Linked DNA regions of Rattus norvegicus: region 2 is linked to region 1. The links are chromatin contacts, called in public Hi-C maps. All regions are on one chromosome and are shown on one strand. The core of a region is the stretch at or near the end of the contact, and the rest is flanking DNA. Distances in the headings are between cores, read along the strand shown. Region 1 overlaps Stxbp6 (syntaxin binding protein 6). Region 2 holds the start of Stxbp6 (syntaxin binding protein 6).

What was found. A called contact is a pair of places that touch in the nucleus more often than the background predicts.
Region 2: a contact with region 1 is called in a Hi-C map of psoas muscle, with 2.8 times the contacts expected there. The contact joins the promoter of Stxbp6 here to the enhancer-like site in region 1. A contact is called at or near these places in 11 of 12 Hi-C or Micro-C datasets (the A7r5 cell line, the Rat2 cell line, Schwann cells and 7 more) and 1 of 1 datasets of contacts at active chromatin or transcription factors (oligodendrocytes).

The regions. Positions count from the first base shown.
Region 1 is chr6:67,651,973-67,658,292 of GRCr8, reverse strand. Stxbp6 (syntaxin binding protein 6) reads left to right here. Exons shown (of 6, transcript NM_001191872.1): 5 at 1,808-1,965. Among named protein-coding and RNA genes, the nearest start is that of Stxbp6, 230 kb to the left of the region's middle. Within about 2 kb of position 3,657, at least 13 of the 93 cell types and tissues checked have an H3K27ac peak or open chromatin away from gene starts, as enhancers often do. A contact at or near this core is called in the A7r5 cell line, where this site is marked.
Region 2 is chr6:67,882,762-67,889,314 of GRCr8, reverse strand. It overlaps Stxbp6 (syntaxin binding protein 6), which reads left to right and starts at 4,977. Exons shown (of 6, transcript NM_001191872.1): 1 at 4,977-5,230.

The sequences.
Region 1 (6,320 bases), core at 2,408-4,907:
GCCTCTGTATATGGGCACATAGCTATGTGGTGCTAGCTACGAGTGGTGTCATTACTTAGCCCTAATCACTTTTTTTCTAGAGTTTATTTGGCCCTTGAAAAATAGAAGGTGATTTCTTCAGTGCTGCCTCTGGACCAGGCACTTCTCACCTGAGATTCTTTTCCACAAACTCCAGAATGTTCCCACAAAGGATAAATTAGCAAGCTTTTGTAGCTGATACTAGTGGAAATTACATTGCTATAAAAAGCTATCTGTGGTTTGAAGTATCCATCCCACGTACAAAGTAAAATGATGTCAGCAACTTATTGAAAGACATAAAAAATTATGTAAAATGCTATTCAATGTAAACAAAATACAGCTATAAATTTTCCCGAGGTTGTCATTGGGCAGTGTGCTTGTCCTCAGTGGCTAATGTGCCACAAGCTATTTACCAAGTCATGCTGCCTGTCTTGGCGAGTAGAGTAGCAAGGATGCATGACCTTTGGAGATCTGGCTGACTTCTACTTTCTTTGGTATCACTCTAGAGTTGGAAAATGCTTAATTTCCTCAGAGGCAAGTTTCTGTGATGGTTTCCTACCTGCTATCTGCTAGCAGTGCTGTGACCTTGCTTTTAATATTCTGGAACTCACACATGGAAACATGAGTATCCAAGCCATAACGAGGATCAGAGGATGGGGGCCATTGCATCACTTTTGAATTTAAAAGCTCATTATTCAATCATAACTCTTAGCCATGCAGTGGGGAGTATGGCATAATTGCTAGATAAAGGGGTCAGCTAAAGGGTAGGGAAGTAGAGTATTATATCTAGAAAACCCCTATGTCCCCAATTTTCTGGGGATTATTGAATCATTCTAAAGATGAAAACAAACTGAAGATCTGAGCATACAGCCAGTGGTAGAGGGTTTGCCTAGCCCTGGGTTCAGTTCCCCAGACTGATGGGCTGCAGGGAACACAGGTTATATAGAGCATGGAATTCATGCCTGGAATTCCCACTCTAGGGACAGAGGCTGAAAAATGGAATCCCAGGCTCACCTAGACTAGAGTGAGACACTTGTCTTAAAAAATAAATAAATAAATAAATAAATAAATAAATAAATAAATAAATAAATAAATAAATAAATAAATTAGTGAGGTGGCTCAGCAGGTAAGGCATGTGCCAAGTTACCAAGTTCAGTTGCTGGTGCTTATGTGGTGGGAGGATAGGACCAACTTCCAGACACTGTCCACTGACTTAAACTTCTCTCCTCTCCTCTCTTCTCCACTCCTCTCCTCTCTTCTCTCCTCTCCTCTCTCCTCTCTTCTCCTCTCCTCTCCTCCTCTCCCTCTTCTCCTCCTCTCCTCCCTCCCCCTCCCCATTCCTTCCTCCCTCCCCCTCCCCACTCTCTCCTCCCTCCCCCTCCCCTCTCTCACACACACACACACACACAGTATGAGGGAAAGAAAAGTTAAATATATGTAATACAATAGTAAAATGTTCATAAAATACAAATATATGTCAATGTACCTTCCTAATTTTGTGAACTTGTCAGGGTTCCCATTTACCTATGCCTTTAAGTCTTAAATCCCAGTGGGCTCCATCTTTCAGAGCCTCCTCAAGCATACGGAATGGTGGTGGAGTGGAAAGAAGCTGGCAGGATTTGCCATGGCCCTGTGGCAGATCTTTGGGTTTTCTTCCTATAAATGAATGAGTCACCTCAAAGAATGGAAACTTGTTTTCCAGTACAATTTGCCTTGCGCCTTTCCTCAGTGTGGGGATCTGCCTTTGTGGGGACCGCGCTAGCTCTTGATGCATTTGCAATCCTTCCAGGAAACAGCATCCTCCATTCAGCAGCGGATAGTGTGACCAGTGCGGTACAGAAGGCAAGCCAGGCCTTGAATGAGCGAGGGGAACGGTTAGGCCGAGCAGAGGAGAAGACAGAAGACATGAAGAACAGTGCCCAGCAGTTTGCAGAAACTGCACACAAGGTGAGCCAGCAGAGAGCAGGGTCTCCATGTTGGATTATCAGAGGTCATAATATCAAGAAACTGTTCCTATGGTGGGTGAGGAACTCGAGGAGCCTTTTTGGCTGTTGTTCCTTTTGGTGAGCAGTTTTCTAGTAACTAGAACCTTGTGGTTTCTCTCCTTGTACCCGTTTTTTTGTGGTCACCATCTTCTTTCTAATGGCTTCATCTCTTTCTCTGACCTTCTGACTTTTAGGTATTTAAGATAACAAAGAAAATCTTTAATTACTGTCCTAAATATCAGGATTCATGTTGAGGTCACAGAAAGAGGGAGAAGTGAGATCACCCCTGACGATACATCCCTGTCATTGACCACAATTGGAAGACTTCTATTGGACTTGAGGCTTCACAGGTGTCCTTTCCACTCTATCCCTTTCTCATTCTAAGTGTCTGTCATTGTATGTCACAAGTTGTTATCTCTTCACCAGACATAAAGCAAGCCCTGGTCTCAAGGCTAGTTTCCCCTCTGATACTGGCAGGGTGTCGATTCAAAACCTCTACTCTGGATCTCTAATTTTGAGCAAAAATGGCAGCGAGATTATCTCCTAGAACTCAAAGAACGGTACTTCTCATGTGACTGGATACTCAGCATGCATTTTCATACTTTTGCTGAGAACTGCCTTTCAGAAGGGAAAAGTACTATTTACTGGCAGCTCCTATCTAAGGCAGTCATAAACCAAAGGAAAGAGGAGGTCTACTGGTCAGCTGATAAGGAAGATGTATTACTGTGCTTATACTTCAGATCAAAGAGTAGTTAGTTTCTAGCTGAATTTAAGTTTCTTGGAACCATTTCTACTGGTGACATATTGGCCTGTCAGGCTCATGATCTGGACCTGCAGATAGTTTTTAGTTGATCTTCAAGGGAGAACAATTCAATTAGCCTCAATAGAATACTCTACTTCTGTTGAGGAAATAAGAATGGGCAACCAAGAAAACATTCCCGGGGCCAGAAGATGCTTCTCCTGGGCTCATAAGAAAGCACTCCAGGAGACTGGCTCCCAGCAGATGCTTCCTCTACCTTTCTTTCCTCTGTGATTCCCTTTACACAGAACTATTTAAGTATCTCAGTGACTCTATCACAACAGGGTCTTAGTGCACTGCTGATTCTGAAACCTAGGTAGAGTTCCTTGAAGGAGAATTAACCAAGTCTGTCTGAGGAAGCCAGCAGACAAGCTGTCATCAGGACTTCACAGTTAGAAGTTGTGACAGTAAACCCAGATGCATGTTCCCCACGGCTTTGGTACAAGGAAATGATGGTGTGGAAATTCGAGAGTCCATGCCCAGATGCACTGATACACAAAGCAACTTGAAGTTTTTAAATGGGAAAAAGACAGTGGACATCTAAGTAAAACCCCTTAGTGTTGAGTTAGGAAAGAGAAAACCAAAAGAGGTAATACTACAGCTGTCTTAAAGTCTGCAAAGGCCGGGTGGCCCAGCCATTATCTCTTTTGCCTTCCCACAGTGGTGTACTGAGAAAGCTCTGCTAAAACAGTTGCAGCTAATGATTAAACCACAAACCATGTTACCAAGGAAGCTGTGAAATTATTCTTCCTAATGTGGGGTAGACAATACCTGGATGTCATCCACATAGGCGTCCCTCTCACGAGGGTTGTACAAACATCCAAGTTCTTGGCCATTGCCACTATTTCCCTGACGCTGTGGCCAAGTTTGCTGAATGGTTGGGAAATAACATGGTATAGTAGTTAACTTCTTATGTCTGAGCCCAGCTCTGTCATTTCCCATCTGGGTGACCTGGGACAAATGCTAAATTTCTCAAAGCCCATGTTTTCTTATCAGTTAAACAAAGGCAATTGATTAATAACAACACCTATTTCCTTGGGTGCTAAGGGAAGCATGCCCATAAATCTAAATTGTTTATGGTTTATTTCAATAAACATAGCTTCTGCTGAGCCTGTCCCATTTGGTGACATAACAGGCTCAGTAATGAGGCTGAGGAATTATTACAGATGACTGAGAATCTTCAAAACAGCAATTTTAAAAAGAATGCAGAGGAATATTGTATGATCCAAATTCGAAAGGAAAGGGAGTGGGAAGCTTACAGTATGTGAACAGAGAGCTGTCTTAGAACAGCCTATGGACCAGAAATTGAGGAGGCCATCAAATAAATGCAAAGGGGTCTCCAGCTTTGGTGAGTGCAGGGCTGGTTGGTCCTAGTAGAGATGGAGTAGGCAAGAGAAGTTGGCATTTTAACTGGTTTCCCCTTCAGTAGGTGTTCCCAGGGGAGAGAAGTCCCTGGGTGAGTGTTTACTAGGGAGTGTAAGACAGCCTTAGAGCTAGGCAGACAGTTTTTTAAAATTGGGATACCTCAGAGGTATTTGTAGTGAGCAAGCCGACCTCTTTAGATAAGGTATGGCTGCTTTTCTAGGGGTTAGAACTGTGGATTTGACGATAGGTTTACCATGAAGATGTCATTTCACTGGCCAAGTCCCAGGCAGGCCTGCTAGTGAGAAGAAGATTCTGAGGTAGAACCAGGCCTTCTCCTCATCCCCGCACTCCCCCAGACATGTGTGGCCTGTTGACTCATATAGAGTGGGCTGTGTTTACAAGAGAAAGACACAGTACACATGGCAGAGAACAATCATCCCAGGTGACAGTTCCTCTGAGGACAACCACGTCTGATGGAAATTGTGCCCTGTCTTTCCAGATTATAGTAAAAAAACTATCTTTTGTCTTATTTTTCCCAGTACACCTACCTACAATGACCCAGGTACAAAAGTAAACAGGTCTCTTTTGTACAAGCACATCCTCTTGCTGTGTGGGTGCCAGTCCCCTCTAGAACAAAGATAGGGAAAATGCTTCTCTCCAGGCCCAGCATGGCCCTCACCCCATTTCTGGTTATCCTGTCATGAGGAAGTATTTATTGTTCCTTCCTGAGCTGTGGGTTTGGCACAGTTCCAGCCATCAGGAACGAGCACTGCACAGCACAGCACAAGCAGCCTCACTCACTTTCCCCTGCCCCCAAAAGCCCAAGGTTGTAGTGTGCTCCAGGTTTTGACAGCCCACCATGACTGGTGAGTCAGCAGGCAAGAACATTACCCACACGAGCATCCTCAAATGGCATTTCTCACAGCAAAGAGAGTTGATCTGGACTCTTCTATACCAGGGTGGAGAAGATGTCAACAGGCATTACCCTCTCTGGGAAAAGCACTCCCCCATCTCCTCTCTCAGTCTGTTTCTCTGTCTCTCTGGTTTGTTCTGTTGCAGTCGCTCAGTTTGGGCCTTTAGGCTAAAAGAAAAGGGACTCTCCTCTGGAAGCACAGCCATAGTATCATTTATGATTTTTATTATCATTATGTAGAATAGATTACAAAGCATTAGTAGGGGGTTTCTGTGAAATATCCAGTAAATAAACCAGGGGGACTCTAAGGGAGGAGCTCTAGCGCCTGAGGTAATCTGTGACAGTTTTACAGGAACGGGAAACAATAGGCAAGCATTGACTTTGAAGCACCTGAACAGGAAACAATGGGCAAGCATTGACTTTGGAGTGCAGCAAAACTGTATAACCTGGTTCCCTAATTTTGTTTAGTGCTCTTTCTGCTCTTAAATCTGAAGTCCTTCGTTCCTAGGTACTCTCATAAACCAGGGTATTACCAGTTTTTGCTAGCTGCTGTTAGTCTGTTCAGGCTACTTAAAGTAAATAAACAAATTTTTAAAACCTGGTAGTTGATTAAACAATGAATTCATTTCTCACACAGAAGTCCAAGGTCAAGATGCTAGATTCCATGCCCCATGAAGGCTGTTTCCTGATTCACTTACGATGACCTCTGAGAGTATCATAATGAAAAGGGAAAGAGTCTCTGATTCATTCTGAGGACTCTGCACCTCCTGATTCAGTCACCTTCCATGCCTGCCTCCTAATGCTATCTCAGGGCAGTTAGGTTTCTGCCCCTGGGTTTAGAGAAGATACAAATGTTTGGACTATAATAAGACCTAAGTAGCAAATTGTCCTAACCAATTTTACTTCTGCAAAGCACAGGTGGCCATGGCCCAGGGTCTAGCTTGAGCAGCAATACAATCATTCCTGAAGACTAGTGGCTATGTGTGAACTGGCACAAGCCTATTTAGTGGAAAGTTAATAGCTCAATGAATACCAAGACAGTAGGGGTGATCAAATATTTATGGTTGGAATTCATTACACACAACACTTAACAGCTCTGTGTTTATTTGATGGACCTCCTTGGTAAATAATAAATGAAAACTGGAGGCAGAACAAAAACATAGGCCCTGCAGTAAAGTGTCCAGAATGTGGCTGAAGACTGGGCCAAGTCTGAGGCAGAGCCCTACCTCTCACTTCACTG
Region 2 (6,553 bases), core at 3,728-6,227, 230 kb before region 1:
GGTCTTATCTTTACAGTGGCTTATGAACTCTCTGATGAAGCTTAGAACAGAAAGCAATATAATCAGAGGAGTAGGAAAAAGTTTGAAGAAGAGTGGAAGACCTATTACAGTGTGAGAAAAGAAACTGAAGAGCGGAAATATGCCAACTCTTTCAGACGTTGTCCTGAATGGTGGACTGAAGTTCATAAAATGTTACAGACCAATATTTATTGTTGTTTTTGGATGCACAGAAGAACATAAATTATACAGTTAGAACATTAGAGTCAAAATATTGTATCATAGAAATTAAGTCAAAAAAGATGGTGGGAACAAATTATAACCCAACGAGAATAGTTATGGTTAATTAAAACTACAGACTAAGATTAAGTGCTCCATGAACAGAACAAAATCTGAAGTTCTATTTGAACTCTGGAGGTTTCTCAGACTCAAGTAAATAGATGTCACTAAGTGTGACAGGTCTCTTACCCAATTTACTGGTAATATATACCTACAACAGCCACCAGCCTGTCACTAGCCTGAGAGGCTCCTGCAACTGCCAAGACAGCCATTGTGAAGATAAAATAGAACCTAAAACTTGAGGAGAATCCACAGTTTTTGGAAAAGAATAGAAAAGAATTATAAAGTGCAAAATGACAGGCAAAATTTTCTTTCGTCAATATGTCCTGTCTTCATCTTACTCATAGAATTCTCTCTCTTATCGTGTGTGTGTGTGTGTGTGTGTGTGTGTGTGTGTGTGTGTGTGTGTGTGTCCTGTTTTGTGCATCAGAGACTCAATGTTATTAGGGCTTTGTGTATGCTTTGGCCTCCAAGCCACAGTTTTCTTGTTGCTTTCCATTCTTCAAGTACTTGTTATGGGAATGTTTCTTTGAAATAATCAGTTGGCCTTCCACCCTTAGATCATTTTGGAAAGTGATCAGTTTTCCACACATAAGCACAGGTTCATTGAACAAAGTTGTTTTATTCAGTTCTCAGCTGTAGTACACTAAGGACTCATGGATTCTTACAAGGGAGGAATAACAGCCAAAAACGAAGAGAGATGGGAAAATCTAAGGCCTGGTGAAGAAAATGGGTGATTTCCCAGGGCAATGGTAGGAAGCAAAGTGCAGAAGAAGCAGAACAGGACATTTTCTCATCTACTGTAGGGCCAATTAAGGTCCTGCTGCTGCTCTCACTGAGGGAAGAAGAGGGATGTTTTCCTCTTCTGTGTTGCCCCAGGTATATCTGGTATCTCTATAAAGCTCAGACATTTAATAGAGTTCTTGGGGCTAGGTTCTTGACATCTCTTTTATAAGAAAATGAACATTATTCCAAGGAGCTTAAAAGCTTGAAAAATAGACTCTTCTAGCTTTAAAAAAACATTGACTAATTCGAAGGAATATAAACAAGTTTGAAACATGAGATTTCAAATATTCAAGAGCTTATCTTAACCAAATCGGTATTTGATATTTTCAAGTAGAAAGTTGGTAAATTGATAAATTTCTAAGTTGCAGTTGCTTAATCCAAATTCACATCCTCAGAATGAAAATGTGAGGAGGTACTAGCTGGTCTGAGGTCCCCAGTATACATATGTTCTCAGTGGGAGAAGACATGTCTAATCCTAGAGAGACTTGAGGCCCCAGGGAGGGAGTCATGGTGGAGGGAACGTCTTCTTAAAGAAAGGAGGAATGTGATGAGGAACTGTGGGGGGGGGTGGACTGGGAAGTGGGGGCAATGGCTGGATCATAAATAAATAAAATAATAATAAAAAGAAAAAATAATGTCAACATTACAAAAATGTAGAGGTGCATCTAATCCCATATGCATAGATGGCACTATTATATCTTAAGGGAAGCTATTAAAATACTTATGACATCAATTCCCTGCAACAAACCATGTCAGGTTGTTTTGTTTATTGGCTTTTGAGATATGCTCTTGCTATATAACCCTTGAACTCATGGCAATTCCCCTGTCTCTGCTTTTCTGGTGCTGGTATTGAAGACTCCAGCCACTGGGCTCAAATCCATTTGTTATTTAGATAGCATTTCCTTCCATTGCCTTAGACAACCTAAGGCATCTAAATCCACAAGAGTTTTAGGCTAAGGCTTCACAGTGAGTTCTAGGGCACTCTATTGTTTTATATAATTTAATACTCACAGAAAGGTCGTGTCCTTGTAACCATGAGATTACTTATGCCACAAAGGAAGAGGGAAATATCACTTTATGTTTTCTTCTTTCTCACAAATAATACGTTAAAGGTATTTAACTCAGCAGCTTGATGAAATACTGTGTCTTTTTCATTTCTATCATTTCAAGATTAAACTTTAAAGACAAAAATAAGTTCTGGGCTTGCTGTCACACACACGGGTCATTTCTGTAACTACATGCAAGAAACAAACAATACTAGCTTTTTACGGGGTGGGAACAGGCTTCACTCTGTTAGAATCTCTTTTGCTCTGTGTTTTTTAAAAAAAATCGCCATTGTTGTTTACTCATATAAACTTTAAAATGTGATTATTTTAATATTGAAGCAGAGAGACAAAAACATGAGGGAGTTAATTGAATCTCTAATGTGGAGGAACACACACATATACAATATAAAAACACTAGCAAAATATTTTTTCTTGTAAGCCCCTCCCTATATAAATGTTTACATCCTGTTCTTGATGACATTATTATTATGATTTTTAAAACAACAATTCTTAGGAACTAGGGGAGGTACAAAATGGGCCCGGAAGATTTTGATGATGGGAACTTTTATTTATTTTGCTAATATTTGTAACTACCTGTTATGTGATAGGTCCTGCTCTAGGTACTTCCTCATTATCAAAACTTCTGGAAACCTTCTGCATAAACACTCAAGCATTTTTTCCTCTTTGAGAGTTCTGTGTATTTAAAATACTTCTAATAGATAAAGGGTAGTCTGTTCTGAAGCAGACACTAACAAACTGTTCATTAGAGGGCACTTCTTTGTACAGAGGGTAGCCATCTTGTATAGACCTTCAATACTGATGGGTGAGAAAGAAGAGTGAAGTCGACAATAGAAACTAATACCAGAGGATCTTATTAACAAAATGGTTAAAATAGTAAAAAAAAAAAAAAAAGTATCCTGATTTTTTTTTTTCTTTGAGCTGGGGACCGAACCCAGGGCCTTGTGCTTGCTAGGCAAGCGCTTTACCACTGAGCTAAATCCCCAACCCCCGTATTCCGATGTTTTATTAACAATATTCCAATATTGAAAAAGCTTCTCAAATGGGTGAAGGTTGCTACCTGAGACAACCTTCGTGATGCATGTCAAGTCTAGTTTGATAGGTGAGAAAGACAGTGCTTTCTTATTGCATAAACTCTCACTTTTAAAAAACCCATAATCACACATCACTTCTCCTAAACCTCTCATAATGAGAACTGTCTTCTAATTCCAAACTGAGGAAAATGCAGCTGTGAAGAGAAGCCAGTTGCTCACCTTAACTGATGCAGGAATGGCTGGGAGTGACAAAGAACCTGATTATTATTTTTTGGTAAAAAGATAACCCAATCATTCGTCTTTCCAGAGATAAGCAGACCGCGGACAGTCTTATCAGCTAAATGCCTCTGCTTTTCATAAAGCAGTGATCATATCATGAGAAACCCTTTCTTCCCCTCTGAACTACTTTCCTAACCACCGCTCAACATGTCTTCACAGAAGAGGTTACTTTTGGTTTTTTTCCCTCCAGCTTCTCAGCTGGTTTCATCAGATTCTACCAAATAAAGGGCAGACATCGTAGACTAGCAATTAGGACCTCAGATCCCACCTTGCTCTGATTCTCTTAATGTACGAAATCTTGCAGCTTTTTCTTCAGCCTAGGAGGGTCAGGCCAGAATGAGGTAGGACACGAAATAGAAGGGTTGGCCAAAGAACTCGATAATCAAAGGAAAGTTTTAATGCAGTAGGAAATGGAAAGAAATTAATGCACAAATAGATAATAAAAATATAAAAAAATTAAATAAAGGCAGGACAGGTATTATGGGGTTTTCCTTTTGTTTCAAACGTAATATGTCTTTGAGGAACTCTAACAGTTGGACTGAGACATGTTTACCTTGCAGTGACCTCCTGCTCAGGTGCTCATACTTCTGAAGTGTCCTCAAAGTTTGTTCTCAAAGCCACTTTCCGCATTAGTTAACTCTGAATGCTCCAGCGTTTATCACTAGCTCACTTCTGTCAGGAAAACCTATTTCCCCTTGCACTTTGAAGGCAGTCTGAATCATCTTGGATCCTTTCCAGCACCCCCTTAAGCCAACGTGGGCAGGCACTCAGCACCTCTCCACAAAACTCCTTGGTTAAGATTGGCTGAGCAGCCACTGGACCCAGCAGTAGGTTTTTGGTGTAGACTCTAGTTTGTTTGTTTGTTTTTCTTCCTTTCTTTGTTTTTGTTTTCCCCATGGCAAGATTCAATAAGCGGGATATTTTGCACGAAAAAAGCTATGTGTTAGCCACGTATTTATTTATAAAATAAAATCCAGTAAAACCAGGTTTGATTTTCACGATAGTTGTGGGCGCTTAGAGCAGGGCAGCTGCTCAGCCTGCGAAGCTTTCACAAGCTTCCTTCCTCCTTCCCGCTTCACTCATTAACTGGGCTTGCCAGGCCCCATTAGCTCTTGGATTTTGTCACCTGAATTTTTGCGACTGAATAAAACCCTACCTGCTGGGCCCACATTCCCGTAGCACGTTGTCTTTCTGAACACTTGCTTGCAAAAGCTCCCAGAAGCAGCCTACCTTTCCAGTCCACAAACTTCCCACGACCCATGGGACTCTCACTGCCTTGTGTTTGTTAACCCGTGCCCTACGAGCTCAACCTCACTTATCCCTTGGGCTCCCGGCCTGCGGCGGGGCCCCGAGCCCTGGGCTACCGATCTTTGCCCCGGGCCAGGTCGCCGTGGCTCGCTCGCAGCAGCACTGGGCATGCTCACAGGCAGCGGCGGGGGCAGATTGGTTTTGCTAGCTCGCACTCGGCAGCAGCGGGCCAGCGCGAGGCTGCAGCTGGAGCTCTGGCGCCCGGAGTTGGAGTTGCCAGGAGTTTCCCCGACCCCTCCCTCCTCGCGCAGAGCAGCAGGAGCCCGCGCGGGAGCGGCGAGCCGCGACCAGCCAGCAGCCGAGTCGAGCCAGCTTTAGTCTGCAGCCCCGATCTCCACGCGGGGCAGCCGCGGGGGAGCACTGTCTTCGGTTGGGACGCGTGCCGCGCACTAGGCACCGCCCGAGCACGAGCCAGGCTGCACGGTAGGTTCCTGGCGTGGGGAGGCCAGGCCACCCGGGGTACAGTTGCAGCTACCGCGGCTGCCGGCTGGGATGCGCGCCGCGGGGCTTGCGGAGAGGGTAGGCGCGCAGAGAGTCGCGCGGGCAAGTTGGAGGGCGGCAGGGGAGCGGGCGTACACCCGGCACAGCTGCTTTGTGCGCGCGAAGAGGGATCTGGGTCGCTGATTCTCCCCACAACCCGGGACCAGGAGTGGGAGCAACGTTGGCCAGAACCTAGCAGGTCAGAATCCGGTGAGAAAGTTGGTGGTGGAGCCTTTAGGTCCACACTGCCAGCTCGGCAGAACGGCACCCCCCAAAGGATGCCTCCTGGAGAATTCAGTGGGTCGCAGCGCCCCTAGCCAGAGCTCTCTCCGCTGAAATCAACGAATCACCCCATCTGTGAATGCTGGCATCTTCTAGGAAGATCATTGCTGCCCAAACTGAGGCCGGTACTTCTTACGGGGGTTACCTTCCGGTCCCCATAGCTTTTGCCCCTTCCCTTGACCTAAGAAGTGGTCAGGGGCTCGACCAGGGCCTCCCTTGGGGCTCCAAATTCTCTTTAAGAGCGCGCCAGAATCCAGCTCATCCATATGGCGAGTCAGAGAGGCCAGAGTAGATGGATGGCTTGCGTTGTCTTTCTGACTTTCCCCAGGTTTACATTATCACAGACCCCAGGACTCAAAGGTCAGTTAGAGAGTTTAGAATGGCGCACGGTTCTTTAGGAGGAATGCATGTGAGTTTGTTTGCCTTGGACTTCGTAACAACCCTCTCCTGTTTCTATCATTCTTAAACCCGGACTTTGTGGGAAGGAACAGGGCAGAGGAATGTTTTCTTCATTTCATCGTCTCCTAAGGTCTTCTGGGAGACTCCAAGGCCCTGAGACTGGCAGTATGCATATTGCAAGGATGTGGAGGATGTCCAGGTTCCTCCTGGTTCCACGTCTCTCCCTCCCCCTTCTTGTTTTGAGTTTTAGGGTTGTACCTACACTGGGTTAGCACTGTCCTAACAAGGTGTGGTGTAGGGGAAGGTGGAGGGAAAGGGTTGAGGTGTGTGGAGGAGTTTCAGCCCAGGCTGAGTGGTTGTTTGCCTTGCCTAGGAGGCTGCTATGGGAAGAAGTCCAGAATAATTATGCAGGCTAGAAATACACTTCTCACTCCTTTTTCTTTCTTCTTCCTCCCCCCCCCCCCCTTTCTTTCATCTCTTGGCCAAATACCTCGGTTGTTGGGTATGTGTGCGAAGTTTTTAAAGGAGAACAAGGAGAACTCACTCTGACTAAGTGCTAGTATTTTAGGACGTCACCATTTCTGC